Linked DNA regions of Mus musculus: region 2 is linked to region 1. Evidence: chromatin contacts called from public HiChIP or PLAC-seq data. All regions are on one chromosome and are shown on one strand. The core of a region is the stretch at or near the end of the contact, and the rest is flanking DNA. Distances in the headings are between cores, read along the strand shown. Region 1 overlaps Rad51b (RAD51 paralog B). Region 2 overlaps Rad51b (RAD51 paralog B).

The links. HiChIP or PLAC-seq counts read pairs in DNA pulled down with a chosen protein or histone mark.
Region 2: a contact with region 1 is called in an H3K27ac HiChIP or PLAC-seq map of microglia, with 3 times the contacts expected there. The contact joins two enhancer-like sites. A contact is called at or near these places in 1 of 15 datasets of contacts at CTCF or cohesin (the NIH/3T3 cell line), 3 of 484 Hi-C or Micro-C datasets (the G1E-ER4 cell line, the N1E-115 cell line and Th1 cells) and 1 of 115 datasets of contacts at active chromatin or transcription factors (microglia).

Annotation. Positions count from the first base shown.
Region 1 is chr12:79,645,205-79,649,287 of GRCm38.p6, reverse strand. All of the region lies in intron 7 of Rad51b (RAD51 paralog B), which reads right to left. Among named protein-coding and RNA genes, the nearest start is that of Gm36048, 150 kb to the left of the region's middle. Within about 2 kb of position 2,402, at least 126 of the 459 cell types and tissues checked have an H3K27ac peak or open chromatin away from gene starts, as enhancers often do. A contact at or near this core is called in the N1E-115 cell line and microglia, where this site is marked.
Region 2 is chr12:79,811,295-79,815,753 of GRCm38.p6, reverse strand. It overlaps Rad51b (RAD51 paralog B), which reads right to left. Exons shown (of 11, transcript NM_009014.3): 11 at 1,064-1,812. The coding sequence ends at 1,796. Among named protein-coding and RNA genes, the nearest start is that of Gm36048, 15 kb to the right of the region's middle. Within about 2 kb of position 2,388, at least 30 of the 459 cell types and tissues checked have an H3K27ac peak or open chromatin away from gene starts, as enhancers often do. A contact at or near this core is called in the N1E-115 cell line and microglia, where this site is marked.

The sequences.
Region 1 (4,083 bases), core at 1,153-3,652:
ACAGTGATGAGTCACTGCCTTTCCTGGGCTCCAAAGGCATAATCATTCTTTTTGTACTGAGAATAGTCTATCTGCTCCAGGAACATTTTTTAAAATATTACTTTTTGTACCTTAAAGCATCCTAATTGCAGAGATGACAGTGACTTGGTCTTTTTATCCAAACAAAGCCTTGGGTGAGTCAGACAGTCTGAATTTTGATCCCAGATCTGTTAAAGCTTGTAGAATGCCTTGCTCTTAAGGAGACAGAGGCCGGAACTTTCCTGTGAGAAATTGTTCAGGTTCATTGAGCCCTTTCATCGCCAAGGCTTGAGAAATGTCCTGGAGTGATTTTTCAGCATGCTCTACTCTTGCTTCCCGACCATGACAGTGTCTGGCCAACCCTCCTGCTCCCAGAGAGCCCCTGGGCGAGGCAAACAGAAAAAAGAGAGCAAGCAAAGGAAAGAGTTCTCTCTCTCTCTCTCTCTCTCTCTCTCTCTCTCTCTCTCTCTCTCTCTCCCCCTCCCTCCCTCCCCCCACCCCGTGTGTGTGTGTGTGTGTGTGTGTGTGTGTGTGTGTGTGTAGAGAAATGGATTAAAAACAGGGTAGGCTCACCATCAGGTCCAAAGGGCTGTGCTCCCAGGCATGGGCCCCCATTCCTCCCACTGTCTTCCTACCCGCTTCCATCTTTGGAAAGAGATATCCAGCATTTGTTGTGAGGGAAAGTCAGACTAAATATTCTGGAATTTGAGTATCACGAAAACAAATCTGGTTTTACTATTCACTGGTTTAGTTTTGCCAAGCTCTGGAAAATTATAAATCATTCCATGATGAAAAGAGAGAGAGAGAGAGAGAGAGAGAGAGAAATAGAGAGAGATCATGTCCCTCTTCAGCTCAGAGAATATCAACTATCAGCTCTACAATAAAGAACCGATAAGGCTTTGGGATGCCAGTCTGCTATTTCCATTGTGAGGGACTGAATGTAGGACAATGGCTATCTGGGAAAATGTGAACGTTGTCAAGGCTTTTCTTTTTTTTAAATATTTGTCATAAAACACCAAGCTCCAATTTGACCAGAAGAAAACACGCCTGTGGGATTCCAGCAGCCTGCCTATATTTCGTTTTGGCTCTGGCACGAATCTGCTGAGCAATTCTGGGAAGTGTGCCTAACCCCTCTGTTCTTTAGAGTGTTGAGTCCACAAAAGCTATGGCGAGAATTAATATATTCTGATGGCTATTAGTAGAAGGGGCTATGAAGGAAAAATGTTAACATGTCTCAGTTTGCCTTAGTTCTGCTGTTGTACACAAAACTCCAGGACTGTCATTGACTTTCATTAGCCTCAACCTTAAGGAAGCTGCTCTGCCCAGAGATGCCGGAGAGCGGCTGAGGAAAAGGAGAGGGAAACACAGTGAGGGAGATGGCTTGGGCATATTTGAACTCATTGTGTGAAGACTTCAGTTCACACTGCACAGTGATCTGCGAATACAGATCTCTCTAGTGGACTGTCTTCCTCAATCGTTGCCCTTCCCTATGTCCCAGAATTAACAGGTGCTAAGGTCATTAAGACCAAGGAGCAACAAACCGATACTCAACTAGAACTCGCCATGCCTGTGGCCACAGCACCCCAGTTGCTGGCTGCAGGGTTTCCCCTGGAGTGTACACCCTGGGAGAAGCAGACCAAAGCAATCCACAGCCGAGCTGGAGAAAAGAGTGTTGCTGATCAAGAGTCCCTGGAGGAAAGACAGGCTCTGTGTGAGGGACAGCACATATGGAAGGATGGTAAATCTCCTCAGCTTGCCATGCTCACCTCTTCAGTCACTGAGGGCACCCCTAAGCGTTCTACTACCATCACCTCCACCACCGAGTTCCGGGAGATGGAGGAGGAAGGACAGTGTCTGCCATTTGTTCACACCAGGTATGGGGTAACTGCCCTGCACGATGGTGAGGCTTTCTCTTTGGCCTAATTACCCGTAGAATGGATACTCTAGGGAAAATCTGTGGCCAGCAACTGTGGGGCTGTGGCTTATAGGTATGGTGAGTTCTAGCTGTATATTAACATGTTCCCTGCCTGGCCCCAGTGGACTGACCTGTTGGGTCTGAGACTGGGGTGGGTTGGGAGGGTGGTGGCACCAGTTGTGGTAGCAGGCCAGTGTGCAGTTTTCACCTCTAGCCCAACCTGGCAGTGTTGGGCCCACTGCAGGAAATGACACAGTCTCTTGGTTACTTGTGACAGGGTAACCACTGTGGCTTCCAGTGGTCTATTTACCAACTATATCAAATTTTGCAGTTAGCACGGGGCCAAGAAAGGCTGGCTACCTAGGTATGGAAAAGAAGGTGGCCCATTTTCAGATGGCTCTGGGGTTCACACGGATGTGAAAGAAACTTTCCTACCAGCTGTTCTGTGCATTTTCTGTGGCAGTCACTGTGCATGAAGTTTGTTCGGCTGTCTTTGCCCACTTCCTCATCCCTGCCTACTGAGCTCTTCAGACAGGCAGGGAGGTGAATTTCCAGCCCCCTCCCGCCCCGAGTTTCTGATGACCTTTTTCGGTGTTTTTGTTACTTGTGGTGCTTTCTATTCACGTGTATGCCTTGGTGCTGGGGATTCCCCTCCCTTCGGTTTGCAAGGAGGGTTAGAAAGACACGGCTTTGTGATAAGTACCATCATAGACGGCTGCTACTCACTCACTCCCCCTCCTTACACTCATTTGGGGCCAAGAAAAATCGTTCTATTGAGTCATTTGCTCCCCAAAGAGACTGAAGATATAACTCTTGGGGGGAGTCCAACTTCATCAACACCAACTTTGATCCTCCAGCCTAATGTATGCTTATTGTAGACAGGGGCTAAGCTCAGAGGAACCTCAGATACGTCCTGTGGGGCGCAGAGCAGTGCTAATATCCCTGCCTTATCTCTATGTTCCCAATTAAGTGGTGTGGCATCCTAACCAGCATGGGCTCACTGACGGGGCAGGTCCAATTATCTCCATCTCCAGAGTGAATCTGTAGCATGAAACTCTGTCGGCCATTGTTCAAAGGTTGGTTAACTGGTCTACCTAGAAATCCCCAAGTCAGCGGCTTTATCAGATACTCATGTACAAAAGTGATTTCATGTCCTCAAAGATGGACAATTTTATTTTTGAGGCAGAGTGATTCCATGCTTCTACATCCATATTTAGAAGACATTGATACAGACACAAACAGTGAAAATTAGACACAATCAGACAGAGTCAACAAAGAAGAGACAGAAGAAGAATAGGTCAAGAACAAATATAGTAAGTGGCCAAATACTTACCTAGTAGCCCTTGGTATGGCACTCTCCAACATGACCACTAGTGAGCAAACCCCCAGTCAGAGGCTACAGGCTGGCAAGGACCCATCTCACCTAAGGAACAAGGCCCAATGCCAGATGACAAACCAGTTTCTTCTCTCTGCCATTCACTCTGGTGACCTGGAAACAGCCATCTGGAGCAGAGTCTGAGAGGAAATGTGAGGCTCTGGCAGGCCTCAGAGTTGCTGGAGGTGATGACTAGGTCTGTGCAACGTCCACCGGCTCATCTTACCAATAGAACTACATATTGAAGCCGATATCTTACATCTTTCCCTCCCTCGTTTTCAGTTGGCTTTCTGGCACCACTCATCTGACATCATTAACATGAGTAATGGCACTTTTATACTTTCATTCACAGACTGGTCTTAACTGATCCTTAGTGTATGAGGGAAACTGAGAACTAAGTCAACTAGCCATCATGGGTTAGAGGGGTAGGCAGGCTCCAGACTCAAACATCCTGGCCTCTCTCTCTCTCTCTCTCTCTCTCTCTCTCTCTCTCTCTCTCTCTCCCTCTCTCCCTCTCTCCCTCTTTCTTTGGTTTTTCGAGACAGGGTTTCTCTGTGTAGCCCTTGCTGTCCTGGAACTCACTTTGTAGACCAGGCTGGCCTCGAACTCAGAAATCCGCCTGCCTCTGCTTCCCAAGTGCCCGGCTGGCTCCCTTCTCTTAACAGTAGTGAAACACCAGGTCTACACTTAGGTAGATCATTTGCTCTCTCTATGCCTTATTTTCCTGAGCTACATAATTGGGTTAGCAATTATCCCTATTGTGAAGACAAAGGAC
Region 2 (4,459 bases), core at 1,139-3,638, 170 kb before region 1:
TCTTGGTTCATTTATTGAGAGGAGCATATGTTGTTACTTTTTATTGTCTTGTTGTTATTAAGGTTTATTTATTTTATGTGAGTACACTGTCGCTCTCTTCAGACAGGTCATCAGGCGTAGTGGCAAGTATCCTTGCCACTTGCACCAGAAGAGGGCACTAGATCCCATTACAGATGGTTGTGAGCCACCACGTGGTTGCTGGGAATTGAACTCAGGACCTCTGGAAGAGCAGTCAGTGCTCTTAACCACTCAGCCATTTCTCTAGCTCCACTTTATATTGTTATGTGCTCAGCAATTCCTAACTTATTGGCAGAGGCAGCCTTTTACCACCCTCACCTCAGTTTTTGCACTCTTTTCAGCACAGGGAAGGGGGGGACACGACAAGATATAACCCTTACTCTAGCTCCTATGACAGTTAAAAATCTCTGAAGGGGGAGCAGGCACAAGGTGATTCTACACTACTACAGTTTGGGGTCACTACCACCTGAGATGATAGGTTGCCAGAGGCTGGAAAGAATGTTGTTAAGAAAATTTTTATAGTTGGGCACAGTAGTGTATGCCTTTAATCCCAGTACCCAGTGGTTCAGACAGTCTGGTCTACACAGTGAGTTTCAGGCCAGGGCTATATTGTGAGTCCATGCCTTACTAAACATAAAATAATTTTACATTTATTCTTTCTATTCTTTCTCCTTCCTTCCTTTCCTCTGTCTTTTGTTCTTTTTGCCTGTGCAGTGTGCATGTGCAGCGGTCGCAGGACAACTTTGGGGAGCTGGCTCTTTCCTTCTGACATGTGGGATCCGGGCACTGAATCCAGGTCATCAGGCTTAGTGGCAAGTATCCTTGCCAGCCGAGCCACCTTGCCAGCCCTGGGAAGATTCAAACTTTGACTTTGAGGAGGCTTAAGCCCCGCAAACATTGCACTGAACCATCTCAATCTGATACTTCAGCTAGGAGCCTCCGGGCAGTGGGAACTGGTGGGCTGGGGATCCGAGGGAAAGGACTGAATTACCCCATGGGTCACCAATTGATTTATTTGCTAATTGAGTGGCCCAGCTTTGGGTTTCAACTCTAAAGAAACCACTTCATCCTTTATTAAATACTGCAAGAATTTCACTCTTTGTTCTGCGAGGCTATGCACAATATACCAGTGGAACGTGAATTTATACTTACAATAGTCACAGCACTAATGACCTTCCAAACAACACTAATACCATGCACGCTCTGCTCCGAAGTGAGGTCTGAGCCTGTCAGCGAGTTCTGAGGCCATCGACCTCCCTCTGACACTAGAGCAGACCCCCACGCCCATGGCCGCCTTCAGTTTCCCCCACGGTTTCGATATTTCATTTGTGAATCAGTTACTCTTTGGAGACCCCGGTTCTTTGTACACCTATTCTTTTTATTTGCGGAACAATACTTTATTCGGAAATGTTCCCTTCTGTAATTACAAATCTTGTTAGTCCCCCTCCTGCTCTCCCTAGGGGGATTGTGGGCTTTAATTAATTAATGTGGCTGAACCACTTTGAGGGGCATGGCTGAAAGGTGCTGTGTAAGTGCAAATTATTACGATGGCCGCTGACATCCCACGGTGGTGGAGCCCCTAGCCTCTGCATCCAGAGACTGGATAAAGGCTTCTTCATCTTCACCTTCCGGGTCTGAAATCACTGTTACCACCTCAACAGCAACCAACCAATTAATCCTCATTATGTTGGCTTCCGTTTCCTTTTTCCAAGCAGCGCAGTCCTGTTTCATTTCATGAGTCACATGCAATCAGCACTAGACAAAGGTCACAGTATCCCTATGGTCTTTCGTGGCCTAAAAGGAACAAGAGAGGGAGGGGGAAAAAACTAAGAAGAAAAAGAAAGAGAAAGTTAAAAAGAAATTGTCATGAAATGTACTAGCTTGCCACTAGTAACCTAACCAAAGCTTTCCCTGCTGCAGGGGTCCCCTCCCACAGAGTCAACCACTGCATGCCCCAGAGACACTCAGAAATGGCCCAGTCAGGGTTAAGGTCCAGCAACTCTGGCTTTGACTGCCAAAGAGCCACAGACAAAAGGGGAAGTCTATCTCTACTAGGTGGGACAGGATCATCCAAAGACACAGGAGCCCCCCCTTTGGCTTTGTTACCCCTAAGTTTCTCCTGAGAAAGCCAGCTGCCTTCTGTGGTCTCAGGAAGCCCTCACAAAGGCCGTGAGCCCGATTTAGATGTTTTATGCTGCACCTAGCACCCCACAGCCCTTAACAAACGCCCAGGACGTCCACTATGGTGAGAGCCATTGAAAGCAGCCCCGTAGGGGAGACGTGGCCTCTCATAGGGATGCTGCTGACCAAAACACTCCTTACAAGGTTGTGCCTCAGGCCCTTTGTTAGAGTGGTTGCGGGCACGCCTCAGGGGGTCGTGTCTTCATCGGCCTCCATTTATCCTCCCTATTGAAGGGCTCCTTCAGGACACTGGTCAGTCTCTGTGGGAAATGATTTGAAGAGCAACAAAAGAATTTGGGCCCTTTGAAGGGGGGGCTTCAGAATTCAGTAAACATCTGGACATGGAAGGCCAGGTTCTCAAGCTGGGGAGGTGTCAGAAGAGAGAGAGAGCGGTGTGCACAACGGAAGGGTGCTTAGTTTTGTGCTGACAGTTGTTGTCCAGAGGCCCGGACGCCCCAGTAGGTTGATGGAAGATTTTTCAAAAGCTCCCCTATTTGTCAGTGAGTGCAGTTCACTCTCTGTCAGTTCCCGGGGCACATGTGAGGAAATGGAAGTTTTGCATGGTCAGTGAGCAGCGTGTGACGGATGGACGGACAGACTGATTCGGTATGGATTGTGAAATAAAGTAAGGCTGCAATAAGCCTGTCCTCAGTAGTAGTAGCTGCTCAGCATTTCTGCCACCCTTGAAGTTTGTAAAGCACTTACTAGCCAAGGTAACCTACTGATTCTCAGGACAAACATGTTTTAATCGATGAATAAAACAAACAAACAAAGAGAAAGAGAGAGAGAGAGAAAGCAAAGAGGAGGAGGAAGCGCGAAGCGATTTGCATTTCATCACATGGGTGAGAGTCAGGACCTGAACTCTTGACTCTCGATGTCCCTTTATTGTTGAGTCAATCCATTTAGAACGCATTAGTCAGCACGATTCAACATTTGTCACTAATCAGGGTCAGTGCTAGAAGTAGCCAGCATTCCCCAGGGTCTCCAGATCTATCCTCAAACAGTAAAAAGAGACAATGGGATGCAGGTTTTGTCAGTATTCACCAGCTGAATCCAATTCAAGGCCCGCATGCTTTCAGGCAACCATGCCTGGTCATCCCTAGCTGGAAAGAATCTCTCTCTTTATCCTTTTCAAGCCCTATCGGGGGAGGGGGGGTGTCAAACCTTTGCAACAGGTGTCCGTCTGTTTTTGATTAAATTTATCTAACTACATCTTCTTTTGAGCTAAAAAGAAGGGACTTTGCCTCTCCCTCCCCCACGTCCTCTGCATCTGGAGCTTTGTAAACAATAGGTGTTCAACTAGCATGTTCTGAACTAAACTAACCATCATGGGGCTTAAATCATATTTGAGAAAGAACGCCAAGCCCTTTTGGAAGTGATTTTTTTTTTTTTTGAAGAAAATCAACAAATGATTTAACATCTTTTCGTATTATTACCTGGGTGTTTTAACAAATGCAAACTCCTAGCTCTGTGAATGACTTCCAGATTCTACCAGAGGAGCACACAGCCAGCCTAAGTATAGCCCAGGTCTTAGAATAAAGGGGTTTCTTCTCTAGCTATCTTTCAACGAATGTATAAAGAAAGCAAAAGTGTAGGCAGGGAAAAAGAAAAACAGTTGGGGGGGGGGAAAAAACCATGTGTAGTCTATGACTTTGGACCCAAGTTCATTCTCTAGTTTCTTCCTTCCATACTAGTTAAAACACACACTTTAGTTCCTGCTTAAAAGACTGAGGTGGGGTTGGGACAGGATTTTTGGAAGAGTAACTGACTGTTCTAGCCTGCTACAGTCTCAGAAACCAAAGAGAAAAAGACAGAACTTTTAATCATCCAGTATTAGTGTTGCATTTCAAGGCTGTGAGCGGCCTAGCATCTGTACGAGAGCCCCTGCAGTCTCTGTAACTGGCCTCCGAAGGGGGTGTGTTCTTGAAATATCTCATTTACTTGGGCATATGACTACTGAGATTACTAACATTTTCAACCTTTCCGTTAAGCATTTCATCTACGGCTTGGCCAACATCATGTAAGCAGAAATAAAGCGTGTTAGCTTCTGGGTCCTTAAAGGAAGAGGAATGGGTTCCCTCTCGTCTCACCATGTATCCACCAAACACAAATCCTGCTGCCTGGTGGAAGACAAGATGCTGAGCCATTCTGGGCTAAAACAACAACGGTCGGTCGTGTCTGAGGTGTGGTGGAGCGGTAAGCCATTAGACTGGGTCCCTGAACAAACGTGCCAGTTTCAAGCCCCATTCCTCTGCAGTGC